Linked DNA regions of Mus musculus: region 2 is linked to region 1. A link is a contact called in public Hi-C data. All regions are on one chromosome and are shown on one strand. Each heading gives the region's core, a stretch centred on a gene start, on an enhancer-like site or on the middle of the called end of the contact. The rest is flanking DNA. Distances are from core to core; before and after follow the strand shown.

The links. A called contact is a pair of places that touch in the nucleus more often than the background predicts.
Region 2: a Hi-C map of cerebral cortex shows a contact between it and region 1, with 5 times the contacts expected there. The contact joins two enhancer-like sites. A contact is called at or near these places in 2 of 15 datasets of contacts at CTCF or cohesin (large pre-B cells and pro-B cells), 10 of 484 Hi-C or Micro-C datasets (bone marrow-derived macrophages, cerebral cortex, embryonic fibroblasts and 4 more), 3 of 115 datasets of contacts at active chromatin or transcription factors (fibro-adipogenic progenitors, large pre-B cells and neural progenitor cells) and 1 of 9 other capture datasets (embryonic stem cells).

What each region holds. Positions count from the first base shown.
Region 1 is chr13:82,940,567-82,944,671 of GRCm38.p6, reverse strand. No RefSeq gene overlaps it. Among named protein-coding and RNA genes, the nearest start is that of Gm33073, 180 kb to the left of the region's middle. Within about 2 kb of position 1,786, at least 17 of the 459 cell types and tissues checked have an H3K27ac peak or open chromatin away from gene starts, as enhancers often do. A contact at or near this core is called in cerebral cortex, where this site is marked.
Region 2 is chr13:83,654,219-83,658,323 of GRCm38.p6, reverse strand. It overlaps Mef2c (myocyte enhancer factor 2C), which reads right to left. Exons shown (of 11, transcript NM_001347575.1): 8 at 3,703-3,726; 9 at 2,688-2,817; 10 at 1,972-2,107. It overlaps Gm52044 (a long non-coding RNA gene), which reads left to right. Exons shown (of 3, transcript XR_003950630.1): 3 at 1-4,105. Among named protein-coding and RNA genes, the nearest start is that of Gm52044, 6.0 kb to the left of the region's middle. Within about 2 kb of position 2,038, at least 37 of the 459 cell types and tissues checked have an H3K27ac peak or open chromatin away from gene starts, as enhancers often do. A contact at or near this core is called in cerebral cortex, where this site is marked.

The sequences.
Region 1 (4,105 bases), core at 537-3,036:
CTTTCTCAGAGCTTGTTTTTTCTGAGTTTGTTGCAAAAGGATTTCAGAATCTGTCCATTATATTAAGGGTATGGCAGGCTTTTATGAAATAAATATGTTTAATCAAATGGATACAACTTATAATAAAACACCTTTCTAATTTATCCATATAAGAGATTGTATAAAGAAAATATATTTAGAACTTGTAACTCAAAAGTAAAATGCTTTACTTTTCAAATCAGATAAATAATTACACAATCTGAAAACACTTCCACTAAACCTGTAATCTATAATTGGTCAGCGAGACTCCTCTCAGACTTGCGGAGGACAACCTGAGATGCAGCTTTGTATATAAACGACCATTTGCAGGAACGAGGCATGAATGAACGGGGCTCACTGTGGATGTGCCCACAGAAGTAAATGACTTCTAGTTTCACAAAAAGCATGAAAATGTGATCATTGTTGGTCTAAAATAGAAAGTTATTTTGTTAAAGCCTCTATAGTAAAATTTATTCAATGTGCAGTAGTTATGGTTAGGTTTATTTAGAAATTAGCAGGCAGCTATGAGCAATGCATTTTTATATTTGAAAATAGCAATTGCTTAATATAAAACCATCAAGAGCTTAGGGCACACGCACACAAACAAACAAAGCAGGATTCTGACAATCTATTGTTATCTATTTAGCAGAACTTGGGTAAAGGGAAAATAAAATTTAAAAGATTAATCACCAATATTTAGGTTTAGTCAATGTTACCATGGGGCATGATTCATAAAGATATATGTGAACCTTGGATAAATTTCAAAATAAGCAACAACCAAACCCAGTTAATTTTGTGCCTTTTAAGAAATTGATAAATATCAGAAATCAAATAGCTTTCTGGTTAACTGTTGATAACATGTAACTGTTTATAGTATACACTGTGACTTTTTGTTTTTAATGATATATAGATACATAACTATGTATCTAATATACTGATGTATATTTTTATATATTTTATTGATATTAGAGTCTTCCTCTCATGAAATACATCCCAGCAACAGTTTTCTGTCTCTCCACTCCTCCCTCCACACCTCTCCCTCTCCTTGAGATCCATTTCCATGCTTTTCCTCTTCAGAAAAGAGCAGGTCTCCAAGAGATGACAGAAGACAGCACAACCACAACAACAACAACAAAAAAAAATACAATACTTTAAATCAAAGCCTTTCCACTTTCTATCAGCCAGTTCTGCGAGAAAATAGCTCAAGTACAAACAGGGAGTATAAACAAATTCTATTGCCTTTCTCCTAAAGCTGATGATAAAACTGACAAGCTGCTTTCCCCAATACAAGTGGCTAGTAGCTACCGATGTAAAATGTGCCTTTTGTCCTTCTTCCCATGTAAATAAGGTTACAGCTTCAAAAGACATGGGGCATTGTACTGAGAAATCGTTTCAGAGGTGAAAAAACGGGAACAGTCGACAGTTCACAAGCTTTAGTTTTCTATTATCCTGTGTAGCTATGTACCGGTGTTAGCTTAGCCAGACTTCAATTTGGAACCTCTTAGAAAGATTCAGAAAGCTCTCCGGCGCTTCATCGGACTGTTTTTGTTTCTTGTTTTCCCCTTGTCAGAATTGAAGGATAGAGTGGCAGCTATCTTTAGCAATCTGACCTAATGGAGGCTTTCATCCACTCTTTCCTCAAAGCCCACCCAATGCAAGGAACCTTTCCCAAGTGCCCTGGGAAGAAATCTCCTTGGGAAATTCTTCAGAAGGCTATTTAGAGAGCATGCACAGAGACCGAAATAGTTCTCAGAGAGATCTTGGCTTTTTTTGCTGGGAGACTGTCTGGGCTTGTTGGCCAGATACTTCACTGGGTAGATCTTTGCTCGTCAGTGTTTAGCCCGGTGAAACTTTTTTTTTTCCCCATTAGATGTTTCTACTTTCTTCTTCCTTGTAGAAAGAAGTTTCACATGGACTACTTATCTACAATAAGACGTTTGAAGAAAGAAATAACAGAAAAAAAAAATAGAAAGTAAAACACCAGGGATGTGATTAGATTTCAAAAGCTGTAGCCATTGTAAAACGAAGGCTACTGTGCCTCTTGCTAGTATCTCTTGAATGTTAGAAGGATGATGCTATAATTTAATTTTAATAAACTAAAATTCCTTCTCTGACAGGGATTCATATTATGTCTGACTTTTTAATTACCTTAATTATTTTTCTTTCATTTGTGATATATATATATAAACGGGAAATATATATATATATATATATATATATTTGTCTCTAACACAAGCATGCAAAGGTCCCTATAACCAGGACAAGGTATTTTCATTTTCTTCTGTTTTCCCTGTTGCATTCCTAACTGCATTTAATCATGGTATTTAAAAATAAACTGATTTCATTTTAGGAAGAAACTTTAAATTGAATTATTCTTAAAACTTGTGATTGCATTTTCTACATCTCCAAACTAGCCATGGAAATGAAAGGTTAAAAACAAACAAACAAACAAACAAACAAACAAAAGAAAAACTAGGAAGGTCACAGACAATCTTGAACTTTTTCTTCCCACCCCAAACTAGCCTCATTTCAGAACTGATAATATGAAATAGTATGTTGGTTCAGACTTATAGTACCCATTTCAACATCTCCACCAGGAAGACAAAGGCGCCCTGAGTCAAATATTGTCTAACAAAATAAAGAGCAGCTCAAACACCCGGCTCAGCTACTGACTAATTGCCGCAATAACACAGTGCTCAGCTTTGCTGCTGGAGAGTGAGTGTGGCAAACGGTATACTTCTTATTGGAATTAAAAGATGGCTGGGGGGAAATACAAGAATACTCTTATAAAAAAAGTTATGAGGTAATCTCGTTATAAGTTTTCCAAACTTCCTGCTGAGTGTTTGTTCCAAACGTCATTTAAATAGCATGTTACAGTGATACCTCATTTACATGGTGTGTCAAAGTGTTACAGTTTCCACATTTCTAGACGCCCAGGTCCAAGACGACATTGCATAATGAAGGGAAGGGGTGCAAGATTTTTAGGAATGAATTTCAATGTAAATAGCAATCAGTTTTTCTCTCCAGCTTCCAAGAACGGGGTGCATCAGTGATGCACTATGTATCCTGTCCTGGATGTTGCTATGCTCATGGATTTAGGCACTTTTCGAAAACATGGAGAGGGCATTAATGGCACCGAACAATTACTTTTTAAAATTCTGTTCTTTTTTCTTTCTTCATTTGCGTTCTATCACAAATTCATCTAAGCATACAAATCGTTGTTTCTCATTGGGGAGTTTATCTGCCAAAATTTTATTGCTATAGGAAATGTATGTCACTTTGGATTATCATTTGGCGCTGTTGAAGCCAGAACAGTATGAGCTTCAAACTTGGTTTTTAAAAAATCTAATTAGTATCAACTGAAAAACAAGATCCCCAAAGACATTTCTTTCTTACTTTTCCTACTACAAAAGATGATTGGTGATAAAATTACTAATTTGTGAATTTTTTTTGCTTAGACAAAACTGTATTTGACACATTTAAAGCATATTATTTTTTACTAATATACACATTTTCTTAAACTGTGCTTTAAAAATGGGGGAAATTAAATTAATCGAAAAGTTTGTACTGGTTAAATCCAGTTAGTATGGGCTGGAATGAATGAAAATAGAATAATTGAAGGCATTAACTCTTCCAGTAGCTCTCCAGGTAAACCTGGAGAAGATGGTAATCAATAAGGAAAATTTGCTAAGAATTATTTGCCTGTTAGGTTTTTGAGTGAAAGAAATGCAAAGATAATATAGAAAATCTGCACTGTGTGATCAAAATTCTTTTTTTTTCCTTTAGCTACTTTAAATTCCAGTGGGCAGGCATATGCAAAAATAGTAACTGGAATTTTCATCAAAATTAGTAGGAAATTGTATTTCTAGATACATGTATACACATTCACATGTGTATATACATCCATAATAACATGCCCACGTGTAAAGACACAAATGAACTTATCTAGAAGCTATGTGGAAACTACAGAGGTAAACTAGTACATGAAATCATGTACACTATGAGAACTGACTCACCTAGATGTAATACAACCACCATCAACCTTTTTCATCCCCTGCAAACACAGTCCACACAGTCTGCAGCGCTT
Region 2 (4,105 bases), core at 789-3,288, 710 kb before region 1:
CACTAAACTCAAACTATGCACACGATGGTTGGCTCTGAAAGAAATGGTAGGAATGGAGTCCTCAGCTACTTCAATTCTAGTTTCTTCTAGTCGGGGTCTCCACTCACTCCCTTTTCATTTAAGCCTTGTAGAAATTATGTTTCCTGCTTGTGATAGGTTTTTAAATTGTGGGTATAGTCAAAATAACAGATATGTGTATAACCTCATAACTAAAAATGATCTGGTGTTACAAGCAAAAGAAAAGTGGCATTCTAATGAAATGGCGTGGGACTTAAATGTTTATTGTGAATTTGTTTATTCTGTGTATGTGAGTGCAAGTACATGAACACCTATAGTAACCGATCCTCTCCTTCCACCATGTGGATCCCAGCAATCCAAGTCAGGTAGGTTGTCATAGTTATTAAGTGAGGTTTGGTGACAAGCAGCGTTAGCCCTTGAGCCACCTGGATGGTGTGATTATAGGGCTTTTTGATATGGATAATGTCTTTCAGGGGGATGGAATTTAGTGCTATGACAGATGAATTTTGTGAAAAATGAGAAATGAACAATTCCTTTTCTTACTGACAAGAAGTAGGTCAGTATAATATTGTGACTACGTATGTAAACTCCTGTGGATAGTATTACGAACTTGGTGGCAATTTCCAGAAAATAAAAAGTTATTGCAGCCAGAATCTACTTACATAATTAGCACTGGAGGGAAAGTTTAAATGTCTTAAAAAGAGAAACTCATTGTATAAAATGTAAAATGTAAAATATGTTAAAAGCCTTGATACATCTTCAATGTCAACACTCTTTCAAGAAAGCACAACCATGATGCCATGTGGATTTGCTTCATTGCACACACAGAAGGCTAGGTTTTCCATGGCAGTGAGTAGTCAATGGGGTGGCCGTGGCAAGTGCTGACTGCTGAATGGTATCTCAGAACTCTGGTCTATGTTCTGTCCATACCAAATGATGTTCAGTGGGAGAGGGGAGACAAAGGGGCAAGAACAGCGAGTTGTAGTAATGATTAGTGATGCTTGTTTGCATCACTACCTCCCTAGGCATACAGATACAAGACTAGTTAGTTAATTGGTAACTAAAGTGGCTTAGTAGAAAACTGAAAGTGGGGAGAGCACGTAGGATGTTGGTAAAATATGATAATTTATCTTGAAGTAGTTATATTCCATTTTCTTTTGAGGATTAGCTGAGTTCTGGAATTATTAGTTCAAATTAAAGTGAGGTGTCTGGTATCACTCTTATATGAAGGGGTGCAAATTGTAGATTCAGGGCATTTCTGAAAACCGCTCTATAGATAAACGACAGAAGTCATCTATGACAAAGATATACCTCAAAGCAACCACAAGGGGGCAGAAAGATACATACTTTGACCAGAAAACAACAAAAGTTATTTTTATGCCCAATATTCAGTAATTAGTACTGCATGTGCTAATTAGTATTTGTGCATATATTTTAACACAATGGCTATAACTAGACAACCTATGCTATTATATATGTTACACACATTTAACGCCCGAATAGAAATTCAACACTTGATTCTATGTACAGTAGACTCATATTAGAGGAAATCATGTAGTTTGTACTAAATGAGAACCTCAGCTCAAAAATGTAAAAAAAAAAAAAAAAAAAAAAAAAAAAAAAAAAAAACTATAAATACTTTCAATTTCCCATAAAAACTTCAGAAACCTCACCCAAACCTCCACTACTGACAGAAGGAGGAGGAAACAGACCCTAGAGTATTAAGGAAAGGCTATATATAAAGAATGTGCCTAACTGTTAGCACTCGCCCTTCACCAACAAACACGGGAAGGAATATTTAAGCTACTTGAAATATGTGATCAGAAAGTGGCTTTCCCAGCAATCAAATGTTATGCCCTTTAATGGACATGAAAGCGCATTGTTGAAGACAGACTTCTATCATGTAAAAGATACAGTCTCTGATTATGAAATAAAGACATAACTATTGCTTACCCCAACTGACTGAGGGCAGATGGCGGCATGTTATGTAGGTGCTGCTGCTGCCAGCCAGTTACAGAGCCGAGGTGGAGCGCACTGGCAGTGTTGAAGCCAGACAGAGATGACAGATCTGCGCTACTCAGAGAGTACTCTAGATGGGAGCGAAGGAGCGGCAAGGAGAGAGAGAGAGAGAGAGACAATTAGACTGTCAAATGGTAAGCAAAATCACACAGTTTCAACCTCTAAAACATACTTTGAATCAAAGTTTTTTGATTTAGGAAAAGAAGAAAATAAAACACCACGGATAATTTGAATTTAAAAAGAAAAAAAAAATATTATCCATCTGAGTAAGGATGTCACACTAGATCCACAGTAATAGATCCTGAAATGTTAGCACATTATACTAGCTTTGTTTAAAAGTGTAAAGGATCTATATATTTTATGATCTAGAAATAGGTTTTACATTAAAAATCTTCAAGAAAGTGAGTGTTCTACTACATTAAAGAGACAGTAGCTCAGTTTCTTTGAAATATTGAATTCGATTTGAGTAAATAAAACTTCCCATCACTTAAAAAGGAGCACTGTAGATCACTGAGTAAGACAGAGGTGCTTGTACCATGCATTCTGGACACAGGCCCCACACGAGCTCCCAACAGGGCAAAGAAAATAACTTTTAAAATATGCTTTTTAAAGTGTTTACTGTAATATTTGCACATAGCAAAGCTACTCACCAGTACCATATGTTGTTGAAATGGCTGATGGATATCCTCCCATTCCTTGTCCTGGTAAAGTAGGAGTTGCTACGGAAACCACCGGGGTAGCCAATGACTGAGCCGACTGGGAGTTATTTATCCTTTGATTCTTTTAAAGTAAATAAAAAGACATTATTGGTGGCAGATTTTAAAAAGTTAAAAATATTAGGTCTCACTATTAGTTTTTCACATAAAGAAATAAGTTGGTACAAAGCTCATGAAATTAATCATTTAACATGTGTCTCTATGAACTCTGCCAACCCTATCATTTACAATCCTTCAAGAGACCAGCTGTTGCCATAGTAACCCATTACATCAGTATCTCCTAGGCAACTGAACTAGTAACAAGTACCATAGCTTTATTATGGGTAAAAACAGACTACGTTGAGAACTGATGAAATATGTATACTGTACTGCTATTGTTTCAGTTTTATTCAAATGCAAATTAAAAAATTAAAATCAACCATAGTGGGTTTTGTGATCAGTTCTATGTACAGCAGAGCTGATAGATATGATTCAGGCTATGTTATGGCCAGCAGGTGGCGCTATGACCACTTTCTTCTGCTTCGACTTCCTTGCAAAAGGATGGCAAAGTAGCTAATGCCAGTATTTAACTCCTAATAGCCAGGAGGTAAAGGATGCTTACGCTCAAAATCCTGGTATTTTAAATTTTGAAAGAATAAGTGTCTTACTATTTAATAGCTAAAGATGCATTTTTGTGTTTCTATTTTAGAGTAAGTTCAGTCTTAATATTTAAAACATGGTCTTTAGGTAAAAGGTGGGGACAGAGGAAAAAGGCCTACAAAAACCAGCTATGCTTTCCACAGGCTGTCAATGATCCTAGAAATTAATGGTGTTTAAGCATAATCAGTACCCTCATTTATTGAGGTAAGTTTTAAAATCTTTCTGTTTGATCACAGCTAGCACCTTTCACTGAGGTAGTTCTGTTATCTTCCCGAGCATGCCCTTCAAGGGACGAGTCCTTCCCACTTACCAACAGCAGATCCACATCCTCAGACTGAGAGCATGGGGAAGGAGGGAAGGAGTTTATTAATTAGTGTCTGTAAATATTTATAACTGTGAAAATCTTTCTAGCAAAAGGAGATGCATCTTCTGATAGACGCAACAGTTTAAACAGCTTGGCACACGGGATGCCAAAGACAACTCCTTAACAAAGACATTCTTTGTTTCTCTTAGTGAGGTGTTCCTTGTCTCAAACCTGAAGACTGTCTATCTTGTTTGCAGCACAGGTCATTGTCTCTCTGTTTACTGTTGTGCCCCATACTTTGATAAAAAGATAATAGGAATCTACTTTAAACCCTACTTGCTAGAGGAAAAGGGAGTCATACATGACGAGAGTGAGAGCGAGAGAGAGAGAGAGCGAGAGAGAGAGAGAG